Regions from separate parts of the Sus scrofa genome. Here region 2 is linked to region 1. The links are chromatin contacts, called in public HiChIP or PLAC-seq maps. All regions are on one chromosome and are shown on one strand. The core of a region is the stretch at or near the end of the contact, and the rest is flanking DNA. Distances in the headings are between cores, read along the strand shown.

Region 1 (3,204 bases), core at 258-2,757:
GGATTAAAGAAAAAAATCATACTCCTTTTTTGTAGGTCAGCACCTTCTGTTTTGACTTTTTTTTTTGCCATTTCTAGGGCCACTCCCACAGCATATGGAAGTTTCCAGGCTAGGGGTCGAATTGGAGCTGTAGCTGCCGGCCTACACCACAGCCACAGCAACGCAGGATCCGAGCCTCGTCTGTGACCTACATCACAGCTCACGGCAACGCCGGATCGTTAACCCACTGAGCAAGGGCAGGGATCGAACCCACAACCTCATGGTTCCTAGTTGGATTTGTTAACCACTGGCCACGATGGGAACTCCAAGCAGCTTCTGTTTTGAGGAGACAACCATTAACCTAAAATGCTCCAGCATTGAGTTGCTGCACTTTTCTTCTCACTTTTGGTTGCTGATATCACCTGCTTCATGTTCATTCCTATTAACTTCAGTTCCTAGAAGACATTTTCTGTCCTGAACACTTTTTACCCTAAGAAATCCCTATGCCATGTATGATGGGGTTCATAGGAAGGGGTGATCCATCCAGCTGAGGAAAGATGCCCAAGGAATTCATGGAGGAGGGGAAGTTTTTGCCCCGCCCCTTTCTGGAAATTTCTGAACAAGAGAAAGAACTTCTTATTTTAATGAAATCAGATGACTTTAAAGGTGTCTCTGAGCCTCCAACATCCTCTAGAAGAAAAATAATTATTTACATGTTAGACTTCTGATAGTTTTTTTGTTTGTTTTTGTTCATTTGTTTGTTTTTAATTGTTTTTGCTTTTTAGGGCCGCACCTGCGGCATATGGAGGTTCCCAGGCTAGGGATCCAAACCACATCTGCAACCTACACCACAGCTCATGGCAACGCTGGATCATTAACCCACTGAGCAAGGCCAGGGTTCGAACCCACGTTTTTATGAATACTAGTTGGGTTCGTAACCCGCTGAGCCACAGTGGGAACTCTCGACTTCTGATAGGTAACTTATTAGTTTTAGTTAGGTTACGTTCATGTTACTGAGCTGTTTCCAGGTGTTGTATGTACACTTGATGCTAGAGAAACTCTCCCATATAACATGCATAACTAAAATGTGTAGTAGATTGACACCCATTTTATTAAAATGTTGTATGCCGAGGTGGGGTGGGAGAGTGGAGAAAAGGGGCGCCGGTTTCCAGATCCAGCTCTGACAGAAGCAGCTGGGTGACCTTGAACATGCTCTTCTTCCATGCCTTCTGGGGCCTCTGCGTTACATCTGGTCAACCTTCCCAGTTCTTCTGTCCGCTCTGGGCCTGCCTCTCCCCTCCTCCTCCCCAGAGAGCTATGATGCCTGTTTAGAAGATGAAAGACCATGAGGCTCTTTAAAACTGACTAGAATGACCAGTTAGGTTGCTCTGTGATGGGGGGGTGGGGGGGTAGTGACAGGGGGATTGGGGTGGGTGGAGGCAGGGGAGGGGGTTTACTGGGGAGAGAGTCTGAGCTGGATCCAGAGCTTGGAGGCAAGGGCTTCTGTGCTTTGTCTTCATGCTTTTCTATCTCACCCATCTGACCTCAACTCAGTAAATCCATGCTAATAGGAAAGACCAAGAATATTTCAATAATGTGTTGTTCAGCCAGAAATCTGATGATGAGATGTTCGGAACTGCTGCCAAACCACAAGGAATCCCCAGTTCTGTGATATGGCCAACTCGGGCATGTGAATTTACTTCCAGTCCTCCAGATGCCTATCTTTGCTTTGACAAGCTCAGGTTTTCTGCATTCGTGCATTCGAGAGTCCCTTTGCTTTTCCCTGCAGAGATTCTTGGGATATTTTCCATTGATTAATAGAGCCATACCGTTACGTTCCCTCAGAGCCTGGCTTCTATTCAGTTGGAGGACTGGATTACTAAAAATTGGCTTCCTGTTGTGTGTTGTGTCACAGGATATTGTAGCATGTGGTTTCGGTCATGTTTTGAAACCAGTACCTCTCTTTAATGTCACTCAAATCCTCACTGCTAGAGAAGTGACAGGTGACAGCAACCTAGTTATTATTTCACTAGTAGCCTTACATTGTCTTTATCACTAGCTCCCATTTTCCTCTTAGGATTTTTTTTTTCTTTCTTTCTTTCTTTGTGTGTGTTTTTTTTTTTTTAGGACTGCACCTGTGGCATATGGAAGTTTTCCGGCTAGGGGTTGAATCAGAGCCACTGAGCCACAATGGGAACTCTGGATTTTCTTTCTAAAATTTTTTTCAGCATTAATTTTTTTCATTCATTATAAAAAAATTGGAATAGACAAAATCTCATCAAATGAGAGTTCGTCACCATTCGTATTCTGGTTTGTTTACTCTCAGTCTATGCTTTTATCTTGCTTGAATACCTTGGCAATCTTAACTTGAAAAAATGCATAAGTCATGGTCCTGCTCTCAAGGGACTGTAGCTGAATGCCTGGGGGGAGAAATGAGTGAGCCAGGAGGTCAAAGGGCAGGGTGCCCCTCTCTTGGTTCTGGTGTTCAAAGCCAACTGCCTTACACTTGGTAAATATCCCTTTGGTCTTCCCTCCTAGAATATTGTGTTGAGGAATGGTTCCGAGACCTTTGACTCCTGGAAGAAGCCCCCTCTGCCCGTGTACATCCAGTTCTATTTCTTCAATGTCACCAATCCAGAGGAGATCCTCAGTGGGGAGATCCCTCGGGTGGAAGAAGTGGGGCCATACACCTACAGGTAAGTCCTGACCCCCTCCCTGCCACACCATCCAGAAAATGGAGTGACACCCCCCCCCACCAGTAGCCTGAGTCTCTGTCTCTTGCCACCAGCATCCTCTGGGAGCTGCATGCAGAGCACAGGTTCTGGTGGTGTCTGTCTGAAATGCTGCTGGTATTTATTAGGTACTTGTGTGTGAATCTTAACAGAGAATGGCATTGTTGACTGGGCCAGTCTCAGCCTGTTCTGTTGAGAAATATTAAAAAAGAAACCACATAATATAAAATGTGGGGAGTTCCCGTCGTGGCGCAGTGGTTAACGAATCCATGAGATTGCAGGTTCAATCGCTGGCCTTGCTCAGTGGGTTAAGGATCCTGTATTGCCATGAGCTGTGGTGTAGGTCGCAGACGCAGCTCGGATCCCGCGTTGCTGTGACTCTGGTGTAGGCCGGCGGCTACAGCTCCGATTCGACCCCTAGCCTGGGAACCTCCATATGCCGAGGGAGCAGCCCAAGAAATGGCAAAAAGACAAAAAAAGGGGGGGGCATCCT
Region 2 (3,204 bases), core at 347-2,846, 730 kb before region 1:
ACAATAAGGGAATTACAAGCCTCAGATCTGATGTTAACACGTGCACAGGAAGTGAAAAATAACTGTGATGGATGTAGTCGTAACTCATGGAACCAAACAGGTGTTTTTTTAGACGGGAGAGACTCAAGAGCTCCAAGCCAAAGCAGCGGAAACGGCTGGATGAGGCCAAGAACAGATTCGCTGTTTCCGCAAGTGCTAGAAACCAGAGCTCTCCTTAAATGTACGTGTCTACAGCATCCTTATCATATAAAGAGAATAGGATGAACATGCATATACAACACCCAGTTCAAGAAACACAACACCAGCAAGAGCGCTGAGGCCCCGGTGTCCCCCAAATGATGGCACAGCTCTCCCTCCCGCCACCACCAGAGACAAATGCTATCCTGAATTGGCAATGAATCATTTTCTTGTTTTCTTTCTTTTTTTTTTTTTTTAATTTTTAAATGTTCCCTTATACACCACACACCAAGAGTCTTAACTTCAAAATAAAAGCGCCCCCCTCCTTCTCTATCAGGACACCCAGTGCTCATCCCTAGAGGGGCATGAATGAGGATTCAGAGCTGGAAGAGTTACTTGAAAGGAGTCGTTCTCGAATCTGATTAGCATCCATGAGGACATAGGTTCGATCCCCGGCTTCACTCAGGGGCTTAAGGATCCGACATTGCTGTGAGCTGTGGTGCATGTCATAGTCTCGGCTAGGATCTGGCTTTGATGTGGCCGTGGTGTAGGCCGGCAGCTGAGCTCCGACTAGACCCCTAGCCTGGGAACCTCCATATGCTGTGAGTGTGGCCCTAAAAAGACAAAAGAAAGAAAGGAGTCATTCTCAAGTGTGGTCAGAGGTTCCCTGGGGCCTTTCCAGGGAACTTTTGGGGGTATACGAGTTCCTCCTTTTCCAACCCCATTATCTGTGAGGCTGGAACTTCTCATGTACTTCAACCACAATGACATACTGCATGGGAGTAAACAAAAAGCGGCTCTGAAGACCCAGCTGTCAGGAGTTCCCGTCGTGGTACAGCAGAAACGAATCCAACTAGGAACCATGAGGTTGCAGGTTCGATCCCTGGCCTCACTCAGTAGGTTAAGGATTCGGCATTGCTGTGAGCTGTGGTGTAGGTCTAAGACATGACTCGGATTTGACGTTGCTGCAGCAGTAGCCCTAAAAAAAAGCAAAAAAAAAAAAAGACCCAGCTATCCTCTATGAGGTCCCACAGGAACAAGAATTACAAAAACGTAAAACAATGTATCTCATCTCACTCATTTACTGGCTTGAAAAAGTTGCGCTTCCTAAAACTGTTATTTGTGTTAACATATAATACAGTTAGTGTGATTTTAAATGAATAAGTAAATTTTTTTAAACATAAAATAATGACAACAGAAGTGGACTGAAGTTGCCATGAAACCCCACGGGAATGGCTATGGGGAAGTGCTCTGTTGGGACATAAACTACATAACTAGCAAAAAAATGTCCTAAATGGATACTGTCGCAGGAAGCACTTTGTGGTGGCAGAGCTTGTGTTGTCTGCAGGCATTAGTTAGTCTCTAGGCCACAGGCTGGAGGTGCACACAAGCGGCACCCACAGTAACCCGAGCTGCGTTATGTAAGACTTTTACAAGCGCTCACATTTTGTACAAAGGCTGACTCACCATAAACCTCCAACTGTACAGAGGGCCGAAGTTAAACTTGATTCATTCCATCTGTAGCTCCAAAACGGTTAAGATTTTTTTCACCATAAATCAGTCAGTGACCAGGGTCCCAAACAAGAGCTCAGAGATTGGAAAGGAATTACTGACTGGGCAGCGGGCAGCCACTGAAGAATCTGCCTGCAAACTACCTATCTAGAACACCTCGGTTCCACTGTCCTTGGGTTTGTATTATAAGCAAACGTCAGAGGATTTGGCTCCAGTTCTGAGTCTGAGGGACTTAAGCAGGTCACTGGCTCTCCTGGGTCTTGGCTCCCTTCTCTGCAAGATGGAAAGAGCTGGATGAGACGATTTCTTTAAAAGTCACTCCTGGAGTTCCCGCTGTGGCATGGTGGGTTAAGGATCCGGCACTGCCATAGCTGTGGCTCGAGTTCAATCCCTGGCCCGGGAACTTCCATGTGCCGCAGGTGTGGCTGAGAAAGAAAAAAGTCACGCTTGTCACCTTGGCAGAAGGTAGCAAAGCCTGCATAGCAAAGCAGGACCCCAGAAGGGAGGGGCTTTGATTTTTTAAAGTTTCCAGTGTCAAGTCCTTCAGAAACTTCGAGAGCAGCTGAACTGCCACCAGTGTGTGATTCTGAAGCACAACAGCCACAGTCATCGACCTCAAGGGCTCAACCATTCAGAATCTTCACAAATTTTATTTTTAAAAAAATGTATAGAGGAGTGGATCAAGAAGATGTGGTACATAAACAGAATGGAATATTACTCAGCCATCAAAAGGAACAAATACTGGCATTTTTAGCAACATGGATGGACCTAGAAATTACCATTCTAAGTGAAGCCACCCATACCATGAGACACCAACATCAAATGCTTTCACCGACATGTGGAATCTGAAAAAAGGACAGAATGAACTTCTTTGCAGAACAGATGCTGACTCACACTTTGAAAAACTTATGGTTTCCAAAGGAGACAGTTCGGAGGGTGGGGAGAATGCACTGAGGTTGTGGAATGAAAATCCTATGAAATTGGATTTGATGATCATTGTACAACTATAAATGTAATAAATTCATAAAAACAAAACAAGACAAAACAAACAAAAAAAAAAACCAAAAAAAATGTATAACAATCGCCTTTGGATGGCTCTGAGGTCAGAAAAAAGACTCAATTCAAATCCTGGTACCATTTATCACCAGCTATGTAATTTGGGGCCCAGTATTTAACCTTCTTGAGCCTGTTTTCTCATTTGGAAGATGGCATAATGATGTCACCTGCTCATAAGTTTGACAAAATGAGATAATACATATAAAAGGCTCAGGCAAAGTGCCTGGCCTATAGTGACTATTCAGGATTATTATTCAGCATTATCGATAAAATACTTTGAACTATAAACCTGGAAATAATCCACTTGAAAGCAGTGTGGGAGTTCCCATCGTGGCTCAGTGGTTAACGAATTCAACTAGGAACCATGAAGTTTCGGGTTCGATTCCTGGCCTTGCTCAGTGGGTTAAGGATCCGGCGTTGCTGTGGTATAGGTCACAGACGCAGCTCGGATCCCGTGTT

What was found. HiChIP or PLAC-seq counts read pairs in DNA pulled down with a chosen protein or histone mark.
Region 2: a contact with region 1 is called in an H3K27ac HiChIP or PLAC-seq map of alveolar macrophages. The contact joins two enhancer-like sites. A contact is called at or near these places in 2 of 2 datasets of contacts at active chromatin or transcription factors (alveolar macrophages and skeletal muscle).

Annotation. Positions count from the first base shown.
Region 1 is chr8:71,887,279-71,890,482 of Sscrofa11.1, reverse strand. It overlaps SCARB2 (scavenger receptor class B member 2), which reads left to right. Exons shown (of 12, transcript NM_001244155.1): 2 at 2,518-2,675. Among named protein-coding and RNA genes, the nearest start is that of SCARB2, 22 kb to the left of the region's middle. Within about 2 kb of position 1,507, at least 8 of the 83 cell types and tissues checked have an H3K27ac peak or open chromatin away from gene starts, as enhancers often do. A contact at or near this core is called in alveolar macrophages and skeletal muscle, where this site is marked.
Region 2 is chr8:72,613,978-72,617,181 of Sscrofa11.1, reverse strand. All of the region lies in intron 2 of SEPT11 (septin-11), which reads right to left. Among named protein-coding and RNA genes, the nearest start is that of SEPT11, 72 kb to the right of the region's middle. Within about 2 kb of position 1,596, at least 14 of the 83 cell types and tissues checked have an H3K27ac peak or open chromatin away from gene starts, as enhancers often do. A contact at or near this core is called in alveolar macrophages and skeletal muscle, where this site is marked.